5 separate regions of the Mus musculus genome follow, and regions 1, 3, 4 and 5 are each linked to region 2. A link is a contact called in public Hi-C and promoter capture Hi-C data. All regions are on one chromosome and are shown on one strand. Each heading gives the region's core, a stretch centred on a gene start, on an enhancer-like site or on the middle of the called end of the contact. The rest is flanking DNA. Distances are from core to core; before and after follow the strand shown. Region 1 holds the start of Rrm2 (ribonucleotide reductase M2). Region 2 holds the start of Rps7 (ribosomal protein S7). Region 3 holds the start of Taf1b (TATA-box binding protein associated factor, RNA polymerase I, B). Region 4 holds the start of Grhl1 (grainyhead like transcription factor 1). Region 5 holds the start of Mboat2 (membrane bound O-acyltransferase domain containing 2).

Region 1 (2,700 bases), core at 47-2,546, 3.9 Mb after region 2:
GACTGGAGTCAGTCATCTATCCCTCCAGCCCCGCTTCAGGGCAAAAGATAGAGAGCCAGGAACCAGTTCTGGATCTAAGTGAATTATGGGTATTTCATGCCAACTCACCAAGTTCTCATTGACTATGCCATCACTCGCTGCAAAGAAAGCCAGAACGTGAGATATAAAATGTCTCTCATCGGGTTTCAGAGCTTCCCAGTGCTGAATATCCTTGGAAAGGTCCACCTGAAGTTTAGAAGTTCACGATTAGCAGGTCTGTAGGTCTCTCTCTCTTTCTCTCTCTCATACACACACACTTTAAAACTGAAGTCCCCCAAACCATCTCATTACCGAATTCTTCACATCCATTATTCCCTTTGTTTCAGGGAACACCCAATATCTCAGTGAGCTACCATTCCCAAGGGCAAAAAGTTGTGACGGCCATGCGGGAGCCTTCTGACACACAGCAAGTCCTGAACGATTACCTCCTCGGCAGTCCAAAAGGAGGCCTCGGCTTTCTTGTACATCTGCCAGATATCATGGTACTCGATGGGAAAGACAACGAAGCGGCGGGGGTTTTCTCTCAGTAACGGCTCATCCTCAACGCTGGGGTTAGTAGGCGCTTTACTTTCCTGTTGGATGAGAGAGAGTGCCAAGTGAACCAACCCCCAAATGCCAACCGAACCGCAGGAAACTGCTAGCCAGTGTCTCATCAGATCGAGTACTTTCAACGATTGGTAATCTCGTGTGCTTAGCTGTCACGCTGCACTCTACTATTACCATAGGCCGACCCGAGTAGGACATTCTGAGGAGACACTTTGGCGGGAAAGAAGAGTCAAATAATTCAGCTGGGACAATGCAGATTTAGCGCCAACGAGCGGGCGCCCTCTACTGGGAGCCTAAGCGACCCACCTCAGCCCCACACGGGCCACTCACCAGCTCGGCGGAGTCCTGGAAGATTCTCCTCGCAGCTTTGCTGGCCAGGACGCGGGTGCTGCTGAGAGTCGGGGGCTGTAGGGGGACACGCGTGGTGAATGGCGGTAGGCACCCTCCACCCTCCCGGGTCCGGGAACCCACGACCTGCCAGTGCACATCCAACCCAGCCGGCACCTGGGCCGCCCTCACCGTGTTCTCCTTGTCAGCCAGGGTGAGTCGCTTCAGCGGCGACAACTGCAGCTGCTGCTGGTCAGCGATGGTGGCGAGCGGGGTGCGGACGGAGAGCATGGCGAACGAGGGCAGCGGCGGAGACGGCGAGGAGCAGGCGAAAACAGCTGGAATCCGGTGCACCGCCGACTGCCAGCGCCCGCGCCCTTTAAAGAGCCACCCAACCGCGCGCTCCGAGGGGGCGTGGCCTCGCCTCCCATTGGACGCCGCTGACCCCGCTCGCCGCCCAGCGCGGGAGATTTGAGTTGCGCCGCAGGCCTTCCGCACAAAGACCTTTAAGGAGCCTGCGCCGGCCGGGTGCGCGGGCGCTCGCGGGGCCGGAACCGGTTAGGATTGCGAGAGCCTTGGGGATTGAGCGCGCAGGGGGTCGCCGGGCGGGCGTTGCCGCTGAGGTTGGTGCCAAGGGTGGAGTGACGCTGCTGGCCTCTGGGACACGTCGCCTTGACTGTCTTCATGTCCCAAGTAGAGGGGTGCGGGGGACCCTGGTTTCTTAAAGAGATTCGGGGTCCCGAGCAATCGCACCGGCCTTGTGGGATTAAGGGGGTCCTCAAACTAGGGTTCCCTAAAAAGCTGTCTTCAAACTCATGAAGGGGTACGGATGCAGCCTTGGGTTCCTTTTCTACCCTGCCCCTCCTGTCAGACCCCTGTCCCCTCTGTCCCAATTAGTTTAAAAGCTGCCAGACGATTACAAATTCCAGGAAGCTCACAGGATGGTGACGAGTCATACATTCATTTTACGACTCTGGGCGTCCAGTAGTCTAAAGACGAATCTGCAAATTCCTGTGGTGAGGGTGGAGACAAGAACTCAAGTTTCCATCTTTCTGATTTGCCCTACGGGGTCCAAGATACCAGAGATAAAGCGCTGAGATGGGACACTGAGATCCCGGGGAAAAACGTGGAACCTGGGAAGGCTCCACTGACTCTCCCAGGTCAAATATTTTAAAAGAGGACGAGGGGAGGCTCCCCTCTGCTTGTGTCCTAAGTTCTCTCACTGTAGATGCTGTAAAAAATCTCTGAACACCATGTGGCAGCTCAAAGTTAAAGCAGGCGGCATCCACCGCTGCACAATTTATTGATGCTGGGGACAAAACCCAGGACTTCTTCCATGCTAAGCTAACTGGGCCATATCGATAAATATTTTAAATCACCTCTAGCAAAATTGTCAGTTCTTTTTTTTAACATATAATTTCTAATTCACATTCCATTCCTCCGTTATCCGAGGGGTTTGCCTTTGGCTCCTCTAGCTCCTGGTGTACTCAGTACAAATGAGGTCTGGCTACTAAAATAACACTCGACCACTGAGGGAAGGAGAAGGTCGCCGCCATTCTCTTCTCCCTGCTCACAACCTCCTCCAAACGCCTCTTCCTCCCGCCAAGCAGGCTGAGCTTAGTGGGCAGCCCCGCCTAGGTTCCCCTGTACCGGGACCTGTCAGGAGCTGAGCGCTTTTGCTTCTGGCGCGGTTTTTAACCTCTGCTCTGTGATTGGTTGGTTCAACTTCAAGATTCCCAGCCCCACCGGCCCGCGCGCGCTGCGGTCACTCAAGGGCAAGTCCGCTTT
Region 2 (2,700 bases), core at 166-2,665:
TGTGTTTTCCGTGATGACAAGGATTCACTTGGTTTTAGTAACCAGCTTCTAGGCTAAAACAGGCTATTCAACTACATGTGAATCAGGTGTGCTTGTATTGCCTGTCTAGAGCAGAGCCTCACAGGGCACATGAAGTTAGGGTGACAGTCAGCAGTGGTGGGCATTTCTTCAGTAAACATTGCTTTGATGAGTTTGTTGTTTCCCATCCTCAGATCTTTCTGACTTACTGTTCCTAATCTGTCTGTCTGTCTCTTTTTTTCTGACAATGCCCTGACTAAAGGAAATTGCTCCACTATAGAGAGTGCTCTCCCAGGGCTGTCTTCATTCTTTTTTTTTTTTTTTTTCTCCCTTTTGGTTTTTCCAGACAAGGTTTCTCTATGTAGCCCTGGCTGTCCTGTAGACCAGGCTGGCCTCAAACTCAGAGATCTGTCTGCCTCTGCCTCTCCCTCTCGAGTGTTGAGATTAAAGGTTCATTCTGTTTTAGTGTTTCTCACTGACCTGGCTTCCTTGCTCTCCCCACCTTTTAGGGCTTAACTGTCCCTGTTTTGCAGGTAGCCCAGGCAGGCAGAAGCCTGGCCTTCTACAGCTAACCCCACCGTCAGCTTCCGTTATTGGTACTCTCTGAAAATGGATTTTTTTTTTTTTTTTTTTTTTTTGAGACAGGGTCTCTATTGCAGCTCTGGCACTCGCAGACCAAGCCTGCCTTCACAGTGATCCCCGCCTCTGAATCCTGAGAAAAGGCATGAGCCACCATATTTAGCATTCTCGGCAGATGTTCAACAGGGCAGCTTCATACTTGTGAAGACAGGGGTTCCTGGACATGTTCTAGAATCGTCTGCTGTACCAAGCAATATACGTAAAAACCAGGAATTAATGACTATTAATTAACACTACCTCACTAATTTGATTCCCTATAGGAAGAGCTGAACACAAGTCTGATTCCCGCCCCAACCCCGTACCTCATTTTTTGATACATGGTTTGTATACGTAGCCCTGTCTGTCCCAGAACTCTCTTTGTAGACCAGGCTGGCCCCAAACTCAAGAGATCCGCCTGCCTCTGCCTCCCGAGTGCTGGGATTACAGGCGTGCGCCACCACCATGCTGATTCCCTTTCATTGTGTTAGCAGGAAACGCGGAGAAAGCTGGGGACTAATGAAACATTTGAAACGTCCCATCTTCGTGGGGAAGGAAGCTGCTTTCTTTCTTTTTCCTAGGGCCGTCCGGCCGCCACCACTCTGCCCAGGTCTCCAACTAGGGGAGCGGAGAATTTTCACCAACGGAGCCGAACGCTGACGACTACCGGGAACAAGCGAAACCGGCACGCTCATCCTCCCGCATTAGTTCCCAGTAGGGAACTATTTTCCGGTACACTCTAGGCGGTCCAACTCTTTTCAGAAGAGCTTCCGGTTTCCACCCACCTACTTCCGCTGTCCCCACCTCTTTTCTTCCGCCACCCGGATATGAGCCGTTCTCGCGAGAGCCGTCCCTCTTTCTAAGCCGGCGATCCGTCAGGTAGGTTCGCGGGCCGCAATGTGGCCGCGGTTTTTCGCAGAGTTTGGGGGAACAGACTCTTGGGGGGCGTCCGGGGCGGCAGAGCCTGCTCCCCGGGGTGGGATGCAGCGGATTATCCGCCTTGCGCCCGTAGATGGCCCCGGCTTTGGCGGCCCGCGCCCCAGGTGACCGGTGGCACCTTCCTCCCCTCAGGGTGAAGCCATGTTCAGCTCGAGCGCCAAGATCGTGAAGCCCAATGGCGAGAAGCCGGACGAGTTCGAGTCTGGCATCTCTCAGGTGAGCTTGTCGCCCGGGTGCCCCCCGCGATCGCGCTTGACCTCAGGGTCCCCTGACCCCCGGCATGGCGCCCACGTTCTCTGTCTCCCCAGGCGCTGCTCGAGCTGGAGATGAACTCCGATCTCAAGGCGCAGCTGCGGGAACTCAACATCACCGCAGCCAAGGTGAGCGGGGACCCCGGAGTGCGCTCGCTCGCTGCCCACGGGTGGTTGACAGCCTCTATTCCCGGGGCAAGAGACGGGAGGGCAGCAGACAGGGACTTCCAGTGCAGGCCAGTCTCACGCTTAAGTCCGTGCTGCCTTCTGCACTTGATTGCTGGACTTTTTTTTTTTTTTTTTTCTTTCCCCACTGACATTAACCTTAACTTTTTGGAAGTGTTTAGACCCAGTACCACTCGGTTGAGGATCAGTGGGTGTTTCTGAGTTTGGCGTTTGACAGGTGTTTCGTTTTTGTAAGTTAGTATTTTGCTTCTGTTAATGTACATGCACCTTGCGTGTTCCTGAAACTTGAATTACAAATGCTTGTGAGTGCTGGGAACTGAACCTGGGTCCTGTGCCCTGAACTACCACTGCTCAGCCACCCAGGGAGAGTGTTAATTTTATTGAGTTTTTTGGTCAATTTCATAGTGTTGGAAAGTTTTGAATTTGGAGAAGAGCCTTACATCAGAGATACCCAGGCCATGGTGAATTTAAAGTTGACCTTTCTAGATGGTTCAATCATGTTGGGAGATCCTGAGGTGGCACATGGCCAGAGTCATGGTCTGATCAGACTCACCAGACAGAATCTCTTCTAACCTAGGCTGGTCTCCCGACTTGGATTGTAGTTGAGGCTAGCCTTGAACTCCGTCCTCCTGCCTCTACCTCTCCAGTGCTAGGATGATGGACATATGGACATAGCTCTCTGCTGGCCTTT
Region 3 (2,700 bases), core at 66-2,565, 4.1 Mb after region 2:
ACACTGTTGACTTTTTCTTTGGGGCACTGAGGCAGATGTGTCGAGTTTTGATTTATTCATCCAACCATATAAAGGGTATCAACTGTATGAGTACCAAACGTTTAACTGGGTGCTTAGGGGTTCTACTGGAAGCAAAAGGAGCATATGGTCCACTTATGGTCTATATGGATTATAATTTTAGGTTTATCAATGTATTATATAGACATTATTACATTTGTCATGGATACAGATAGTATCTACTGTCTACCTTGAGTCCCTCTATCATTATTCTGTCAGTGCACACACAGAGAACTGGTTCCTAATTCTTTGGTGTTTGACTTATGGGTCAGCTACTGAATACACCCATCATGTTCACAGTGCATGCAAAGTGCAGCAGCTTCCTAACCACTCTTACAGTGAGGTGTGGGCACGTGTGCTGGATAGTTTTGTGTCAGCTTGACACAAACTGAAGATATCTGAGATGAGGGAAGCTCAATTAAGAAAAATACCTCCATACCATCAGGTGGCAGGTAGGCCAGTAAGGCACTTTCTTAATCAGTGATTGATGAGGGAGGGTCCATCCCATTGTGGGTGGTGTCACCTCTGGGCTGGTAGCTCTAGGTTTTACAGAACCTGGTAAGCTGACCAAATCATGAGGAGTAAGCCAGTAAGCAGCACCCCTCCATGGCCTCTGCATCAGTTCCTGCCTCCAAGTTCCTGCCCTGTTCTTTAGATGATGAACAATCATATAGAAGTGTTAGCCCTTTTCTCCCCAGCTTGCTTTTTTGGTCATGGTGTTTCATCGCTGCAATAGAAACCCTAAGATAGCAAGCACATTAGAACGTCCTCGGCAAGAGTCTGGTGTCCGTACCCTAGACAGGCTGACAGGGATTACTTGGAGGCAACCCAAGTTCCAGGTCCTGCTCTTCCTCACGCGCAACCAGCATCAAAGGGAGCTTTGCTGGGTGGTCTCCTCCAAGGAGCCACGGGGGTGGCCAACCCACAAGCCCACAGTTTCATCCTCTTTCTGGCCCACGGCCCCTCTGAACAAACACTCCACCCAATCCCACCCGCAACCTCCCAGAGCGGACAAGCAGCCAGGTTCCGGGGCCCAAGTGGCCACCGCCCCTTCGCTCCGCCCCCTATGCGGGTCACCGCCCCGAGCCGACGCCTGCCCTGGGCGCTGCTCCTCCTCCTCCTGGCTATCCCTGGCCCATTGAGTTAGGGAACGCGAGTGGGAGCTGCACGCGTTCCTCTAGGTCCTTACCACCTCCTCCACATCCATCGAGGCTCCGCTGCAGACACCGTTACCCAAACAGCAAGCGCCGCTTCCGGGAGAGACGGGGAGAGCGCTCCGGTCGGAAACACAGCCTCTGCCTTTGCGTTCCAGGAGTCTTCTGTGCTGCCCTTGTGGGACTCAAGACCCAGGTTTCTGGCAGGCAGTACAGGACCAGGACCAGGCCCCAGTGACAGAGCTCAGACCTACGAGGATTTTCTGTGGTTTTGTTTTTGTGGCTCTGGCTTTCCCGGAACTCAGCTCAGGAGACTACACTGGCCTTGAACCCCACCTGCCTCTGCTTCCTGAGAGCTGGGATTAAAGGCGTGTGCCATGACTTCCGGCTTCTGGGTTTTACAAAATGTGTTCTCAGTGTTTGAACACAGGTTGTTGAACTAGAACTGGTTGTCTATTTGAAATTTTTTTTAACTTCCCAGATCCTAGGAACCAAACCCTCCTAGTGCATGCTCGCCAAGAACTCCACACCACTGAACATCCCCAGACCAAGATTTCTAGTCATAACTCTATTTCTTTCTTGTACCTTCACCTCCTCCTGTGTAAAAAATATATGTTTGCCTATGAATATAATTATGTCTCGTTTAATAAATTCTTAATACATTTATCTCTTGTTCCCTCGTTGAACACACTAATCCCCTGCTTCATTCCATAAACTAAAGTTGTTTTAGATTTTCCTGTGAACAAAATAAGTCTCCACCTTTGTGAACATTTATATCTGTTTATTTAATTGTTTTTGCTTATTTGTTTCCAGACAGGGTTTGTCTGAGTAGTCCTGTCTGTGTTGGAACTCACTTTGTAGATCAGGCTGGCCTTGAAGTCAGAGACATGTGTTTGCCTTTGCCTCCTGAGTGCTGGGATTAAAGGCCTGTGCCACCAGAGCCTGACATTTGTTTTAGATACTAAAAATTCTTTCCAGGGGCAGTAGAGAAGAGCTGAGATGGATTTCAGATGATAAGGTCCCCAGCAGGGTAGGCTGGGATATGTCAAGGATCCTGCAGCACTCTGGAGAACAAAGGAAACTCTTGATATTATAGATGTTAGAGGGAAAGGATCTCCAAGCCCAGAGGAGAGGGGGTCTCTGCAATTTGCAAATTAATGAAGGTACTAAAAATAAAGGGTCATAATTTAGAAAGCTAAACCTATTTTGCCTCCTCCCACCTTGGGACTACTACGTGCTAGGAGTTTAGTAGTTTACAGAGGTACTAAATAAAGTGAGGCTAATTGACTTTAATATCAATACTATGGTAGGAAGAGACAAAAATAAGAAAATCATGGGTTTGGAGAGATGGTTCAGCAGCTAAGAGAGCACTGGCATCTCTTGTAAGATTTCAGTTTGATTCCCAGCACCCACATGGCAGCTCACAACTATCTGTACTCTAGTTCCTGGGGATCAGGTGCCATTATCTACTGACGTGGGTACCAGGCAC
Region 4 (2,700 bases), core at 21-2,520, 4.1 Mb after region 2:
CAGCAGTTGGCTCGCTCAACAGTCGTAATGCTAGTTTTTCAAGCTTCCCTTCTCCCATCCCATCCAACATTGGTACAAGCATCAGAAAATAAATATTTTCCAAGTGGCTTTATGTCTGCAATTACCCTGAAGGCATTTTATATTTCCAAAGTATGCCTAAGGCCAAGAGGCTGGCACTGGGACTTTTGCCTAGTCAGTAAGTAGAGAAATAAACACATGAACAATTGCAGCCCACTTCTTCAAGAAGAGCAAGTTGTTGCTCCGGCCCTGAAGGTTCATGGGTGTTTTCAAATGAGCCTCAGACCTTCAAGAGTTATAGGTCAGGATTCTAAAAGGAAAGCCGAGCACTACCTGAACTTCATTTTCTACAAGACAAGATTAATCTCTTACTGATTCCACACTCAGCTAACCTTCATCAGAAAACAAGCATGAGAAAAATCCACCCTTAACAAGTTAACTATGAAACCAATTCTTCACTCCAGATTTACTGAGCCGAGATAAGACAGACTTGATCTTTCAGAACATCTTCATATTTATAGAAAAGTTGCGAGTAAAATCGAGAACTGCCCCCACACAAGTCCTGCCAACGTCTGATCACATCTTACATCATCACTGAACATTTCTCGCTGCTTTCTTATGTCCCAAACTCTAAAAAGCAATCCCGATTCGACAGTGGTCTCTAACTTTATCACCCTGCGTGCAGTTTCTTCCTCTTGATATTCCCAAACGGCAAAAATAGTCTTCTGTAATTACCATCGGTGATGCAAGGGCCCAAGAACACCCACAGCAGATTTCTCACACAGCAGCCGGAGTGAAGAAAACGCGCGGGCAGCGGACACTTCAACCTTCCCCTAGATCTCTCGCTCCGGCAGCTCCGCAGGTGACAGGAGGCTGCCCAGGGTCCACCCGTCCCCACCGGTCCATGAGCGCGGGGCCCGGGAGCCCGGGAGCCCTTAGACGACAGGCCGAGTGTCCCCCCCCACCCCCTAGCCTCGCCCCACCCAGCCTGTCCTCCCAGCTCCCGGAACCCGCGCCGTCGCCGCGGCAGGTGCGGTGGCCCCCGGGCCCTGGCCGGACTCGCGCCCGCGCCTCACTCACTTGTCGTACTCCTGTGTCATCGCGCTCGCTCGCCGCTGCCGGGCCGCAGAACTGGACTTTCGGGTTGGGACAGTACACCCGATCCGGGGGGAGGAGGCGGCGGCGGGCGGCGCGCGGCGGCAGGCGGTGGGTCCGGAGCGGCGGCCCCGACGGGTTGGGTTCGCTTTTCTCGCTCTGAGCCGGCTCGGCGCGGGCTGCGCGCACTGGGCGCTGGGCTCGGCCTCCCATTGGCTGGCGGAGCTCCGGCCCAAGGCGGAGCTTCTGGAACTGGGAGGAGGGAGCTCCTCCTGATTGGTGAGATGGAGCTCTGGGGAGGAGCCTGGGGGCGGACCGGAGGGCGGGGGCCACGCGGTGCTCGGCGGTGCTCAGCGGCGCTGGGGAGCTTGCGCGCGGCTGGCCCCGGTGGCGCCGGCCGGTAGTGCCGCCGGCGCCGAGAGGCTTCGGCGCACACCCGCGTGGGCGCGTTTCACCTTCCAGTTCTCTCTCGCGGTCAGTTCTCCGGCCCCAAGGCCTCTGCCTGGGAAATACCTAGGGAATTTCTTTGCAGCTGTGCAGGTTTGGAGGTTTCCTTCTGGTTCATCTCTCAGTGCCCACCATGTGACAGTCGCCAATCTGCACAGCCTCTTAATAACCCACGTTTCCCCGGCCAGCGGTCCCTGTTTATTGGGCACCTATCAAGTGTCAAAAGCATCACTCTAAGACACCTTCCCAAGCCCCAGAGGTCCCCACCAGCCTCCTGAGGGCATCTGAACTTGCTTGGCTCTTCATCTGCCCAGCGCTATATTTGGACTTTAGCATCCTCAACCCCTACCTACTACCTGTGTGGTCTTTCTGTTTGGCCAGCTCCAGATTGGCTTCCACTTTTTCCTCCCATATCCTAACCCCTTTTTAAACCATTTTCCTATGGGTCGGTTTCTTTAACCTCAGCCTCAGGCCTACAACAGTAGAGACAGGGACCTAGACAGAGAGGACAAGGCAGAGACAGAGCAGGCAAATTTTCCTGCCTCCTAGAGCGTCCTACTTTGAGAGTCACGGTGACTCCTTTGGTGTGCGGAGAGAGATGGCACTCTTTGCAGGTGGATGGGGAAAGTAGAGTGGAGCTCTCTGGGTTTAAAGATGTAGATGGCGAGGGGGTGGGCATAAGGGTGAAGGCACAGCTATAGACCGTGATAGAGGAGACACGAGTGTGTCCACTGAGGAGCTAGGAAAGCAGTGTGGCCAGAGAGTAACTGGGCACTGGTGCAAACTGTAGAGCCCCGCGGGTTTCTGTAAGGCCTTAAGTGAGGAAGCTTTGAAGGACTTGCGGTAGGGCATAGACAGACTTCACTCGTGTTTTCAAATAATCTGGTCACTGAATGGTAGGGAATCAGCAGGAGGCAATTTCAAAAGAGACAAGCAAAAGATAAATAGTAGCCAGAAGCATGACCCGGGGTGATGGGACACTGAGAAGGGTTTGAATTCTAGATGCCTCTGTGTTCAAACGAACAGGATTCTCTGAGACCCAAAGGGCAGGTTAGAGAGCACCTCTGACAGATGGTGTGCAGACAATCCCAGGACTCAGGAGTTGAGGCAGGAGGCTCTCCAGTTCCAGGCCAGGCCCAA
Region 5 (2,700 bases), core at 21-2,520, 3.8 Mb after region 2:
GAGAGGAATAAAGGAAAGAAGTCAGATCAGAACACTGAGCAGGACGGTTTAACCCTCCTTTGAGGTAACTCAGTATATTTTATTTTAAACAGTGAAGCACAAAGCCTGGAGCACACAGTGTTCAGCTCAGGTGTCACCTCCAGCTCAAGTCCAGAGAGGAATCTTGTGTTTTACATGCAAACCTTAAGATACCACTAGCAGCTACTCAAGCTGAGCCCATAGCCCTTGGAAGTGCAAACACCTCCAGATCAGAAATAATGTTAGGCTGAATTTCCAAAGTCAATTTCCTTCAGTACTGGAGCTAGACCAGCTATCTAACCATACCCCACCAACAACTTTCCCAGACCTTTCTCAGGACATACTTCCAAAGTTCCTTTGCTCAATAAAAATGGCGCTGCTTTCTCCATCCCAATGCTGTTTATTTCAGTAATCCTGAGGCCCTTTAAACAATCAAATTCGACTGGCCTCATTTAAATGCCAGCCTTCCCTAGTGTCAAAAGCTTCTCTGGGGGTAGGGTGAGGGGGTAGGATGGCTGCTCCTATCCACAGCTGCAACTTTTTCACCAGAAACCCTAGCATCGTGAAGTCACGTTGACTTCTCTTCATAACCTGTCTTCCCCCAAACTGTTGCCTCTCCGTCTATTGAGCCACACTTCAATGCAAACTGTCCCCAAGTGCAGAAGAGCTTAAGCCTCGTCCATCCACGCCGTGTCCTGGGCACTCGGCACCCAAACCATTCTTAGTCTCCCGATAACCCGCAGCAGTGCCAGGTCCACCGGTCCCGGGACTCCCGGGTCCGACGCCCGGTGGCCCGGCAGCGACAGCATGCACGCGCGCACGTCTGTCTAGCCCTCCCCGGCGGGCTGTCGCCGAGCCTCCGCCCGCGCCCACCCCCGCCCGGGCGGCGATGGGAGGCTGGGTGGGCACAGAGGCACCAGCCGGAGCGACAGCCGAGGGGACAAGGCCAGCCGCGCGCCCCCGCCCCGCCGGGCGCCGGGCACGGCGGTCCCGGCCCCAGCCCCCACCCTGCTCCCGCCCGGGTGGCACCGCGGCCGGCAGAGGCGGCCAGGGCACGACGCCCCGGACGCCGGTACCTGATCGATGGGCAGTTGCACGGCGTTGCTGAGGGGCTGCAGCAGGGTGGAGCCCGTGGTGCTGGTGGTGGCCATGGCCGGGCCTCGGCGCTGCGTCCGCTCGCTCCGGCCAGGCGCCGCTTGCTTGCTTGCTCGCTCTGTGCCGAGCTACGCCGAGGATGGGGATGCAGCGGCGCGCCCGCCCCTCGGCCGCCCGCGGTCGGAGCAGCCGCGCGGGGAGGGGCAGTGGGCGGAGTTAGTGGCCCCGCCCACTGCTGGGCGCCCCGCCCACCCAGCCGCGCGGCCCCCTCACGCCGCCGGGCGGCCCGATTTCCAGCAGCTTCCAGAGCCCCCTCCCCACCTCGCGCACTCGTGCGCCAGACAGCTCCGCGGTCCAATGGCGTCGCGGCGCCCCGACTCCCACAGCCAATCAGAGGACGCTGGCCTCGCCGCGCCCCTCCTCCGTGCTGAGGACCCCAGCGAGGGGCTGAGGCTCGACCATGGCTGTCGCCCGAGGGCGACCGAGAGTCAGGCTAGCTGGTGGGGGCGTGTGAGGGCGGCTTTGCCTCCGCCTCTGCTCACTTCCTTTCTCAGGAATGGTGGGCGCCGTCCCCACCCCTCACTGGCAGTGACGGTGGACAACAAAGGGGCTCGGGGTGGCGGCCAGACAAAGAGTTGCAGCGCCGGGGGAAGTTGGGAACAAAGGTAGGGGGCTGGGAGCTTCAGGGAGACGCGCTACAAGAACCCCAAAGCAGAAAGTGCCTTTGTCTCCTGGGCTGCCCAAACTTGCGGAAAGCCGGGTGGTCCTACCTCACCCGCCGCCCACCTGGGCCTGATCGGCCGCGCTGGGACGATGCCCTCACCGCGCATCCAGCTGAGAGGGAAACAGGTCGGACCTGGGCAGCGCCCGAGGGAAAGCCTGGGTAGCCAGCGGCCGGCATGTAAAGGCCCCGCCTCCTCAAAGGAAAGGCTGCTGGTAAGCATCCCTTCGTGCCTGCGAGCCTCTCTGCCAGATGTGAATTCTGCTGTGTCCACACCTCCATTCCAGGAGGGCAGTTAGTGTGTCAGCCCTACAAATGTGATCTCTTACCCTTTAAACTAGCCATGGGAACACCTGGAAAATGCCAGCATCGTCCTCTCAAAATCCAAGGATTTGGAAACTAATATTTAAAGGGGGGCGGGGGTTTAAATGTGCTGCTAACACTGCTTTTAAAGGTAGACTTATGTGAGTCCCCACAACAACCATGTGAGGCAGGTATTGTAACCACCCTCAATCTAGCAAGGAAATTGAATTCCAGAAAAATTACATAACTTAACCAAGAGCTAAATAACAGTGTGTGGGGGGGGGGGGGGCCTGAGATCCAACTAATTTAGCCCCAGTTTTGACCTCTTAAAGACAAGGCCCTCTTCATTCTCAGGTTTAACACCCACTCCAGAATAGCCATCAACTACTAGGTACAGCACTTCCTCAAGGACCACTCTAGAGGCTTCAGTAGTAAGAGCGGGCAAGTAGTGCTTCAGGAAACCTGGCTGTGGACTCAGCTCTCTCTGAAAAGGGGGTTATTGAATTTAGTTGGGATAGTCTCTTGCTGCTAATATTCTCTGGGTGAACAGCTGAGTCCTAGTA

What was found. Promoter capture Hi-C pulls out the DNA fragments that hold promoters and counts their contacts. A called contact is a pair of places that touch in the nucleus more often than the background predicts.
Region 1: a contact with region 2 is called in a Hi-C map of B cells, with 6 read pairs. The contact joins the promoter of Rrm2 here to the promoter of Rps7 in region 2. A contact is called at or near these places in 3 of 484 Hi-C or Micro-C datasets (B cells, the G1E-ER4 cell line and muscle stem cells).
Region 3: a contact with region 2 is called in a Hi-C map of B cells, with 6 read pairs. The contact joins the promoter of Taf1b here to the promoter of Rps7 in region 2. A contact is called at or near these places in 1 of 39 promoter capture datasets (pre-B cells) and 1 of 484 Hi-C or Micro-C datasets (B cells).
Region 4: a promoter capture Hi-C map of pre-B cells shows a contact between it and region 2. The contact joins the promoter of Grhl1 here to the promoter of Rps7 in region 2. A contact is called at or near these places in 3 of 39 promoter capture datasets (cranial neural crest, maxillary cranial neural crest and pre-B cells).
Region 5: a Hi-C map of uterus shows a contact between it and region 2, with 9 times the contacts expected there. The contact joins the promoter of Mboat2 here to the promoter of Rps7 in region 2. A contact is called at or near these places in 2 of 39 promoter capture datasets (cranial neural crest and pre-B cells) and 1 of 484 Hi-C or Micro-C datasets (uterus).

The regions. Positions count from the first base shown.
Region 1 is chr12:24,706,850-24,709,549 of GRCm38.p6, reverse strand. It overlaps Rrm2 (ribonucleotide reductase M2), which reads right to left and starts at 1,296. Exons shown (of 10, transcript NM_009104.2): 1 at 1,105-1,296; 2 at 916-990; 3 at 465-611; 4 at 109-225. The coding sequence starts at 1,203.
Region 2 is chr12:28,634,668-28,637,367 of GRCm38.p6, reverse strand. Rps7 (ribosomal protein S7) reads left to right here and starts at 1,415. Exons shown (of 7, transcript NM_011300.3): 1 at 1,415-1,512; 2 at 1,705-1,788; 3 at 1,881-1,952. The coding sequence starts at 1,714.
Region 3 is chr12:24,497,196-24,499,895 of GRCm38.p6, reverse strand. Taf1b (TATA-box binding protein associated factor, RNA polymerase I, B) reads right to left here and starts at 1,315. Exons shown (of 15, transcript NM_020614.2): 1 at 1,247-1,315. The coding sequence starts at 1,264.
Region 4 is chr12:24,570,857-24,573,556 of GRCm38.p6, reverse strand. Grhl1 (grainyhead like transcription factor 1) reads right to left here and starts at 1,270. Exons shown (of 16, transcript NM_001161406.1): 1 at 1,099-1,270. The coding sequence starts at 1,118.
Region 5 is chr12:24,830,169-24,832,868 of GRCm38.p6, reverse strand. Mboat2 (membrane bound O-acyltransferase domain containing 2) reads right to left here and starts at 1,270. Exons shown (of 13, transcript NM_026037.3): 1 at 1,095-1,270. The coding sequence starts at 1,169. 2900060N12Rik (RIKEN cDNA 2900060N12 gene) reads left to right here and starts at 1,552. Exons shown (of 3, transcript NR_166876.1): 1 at 1,552-2,049.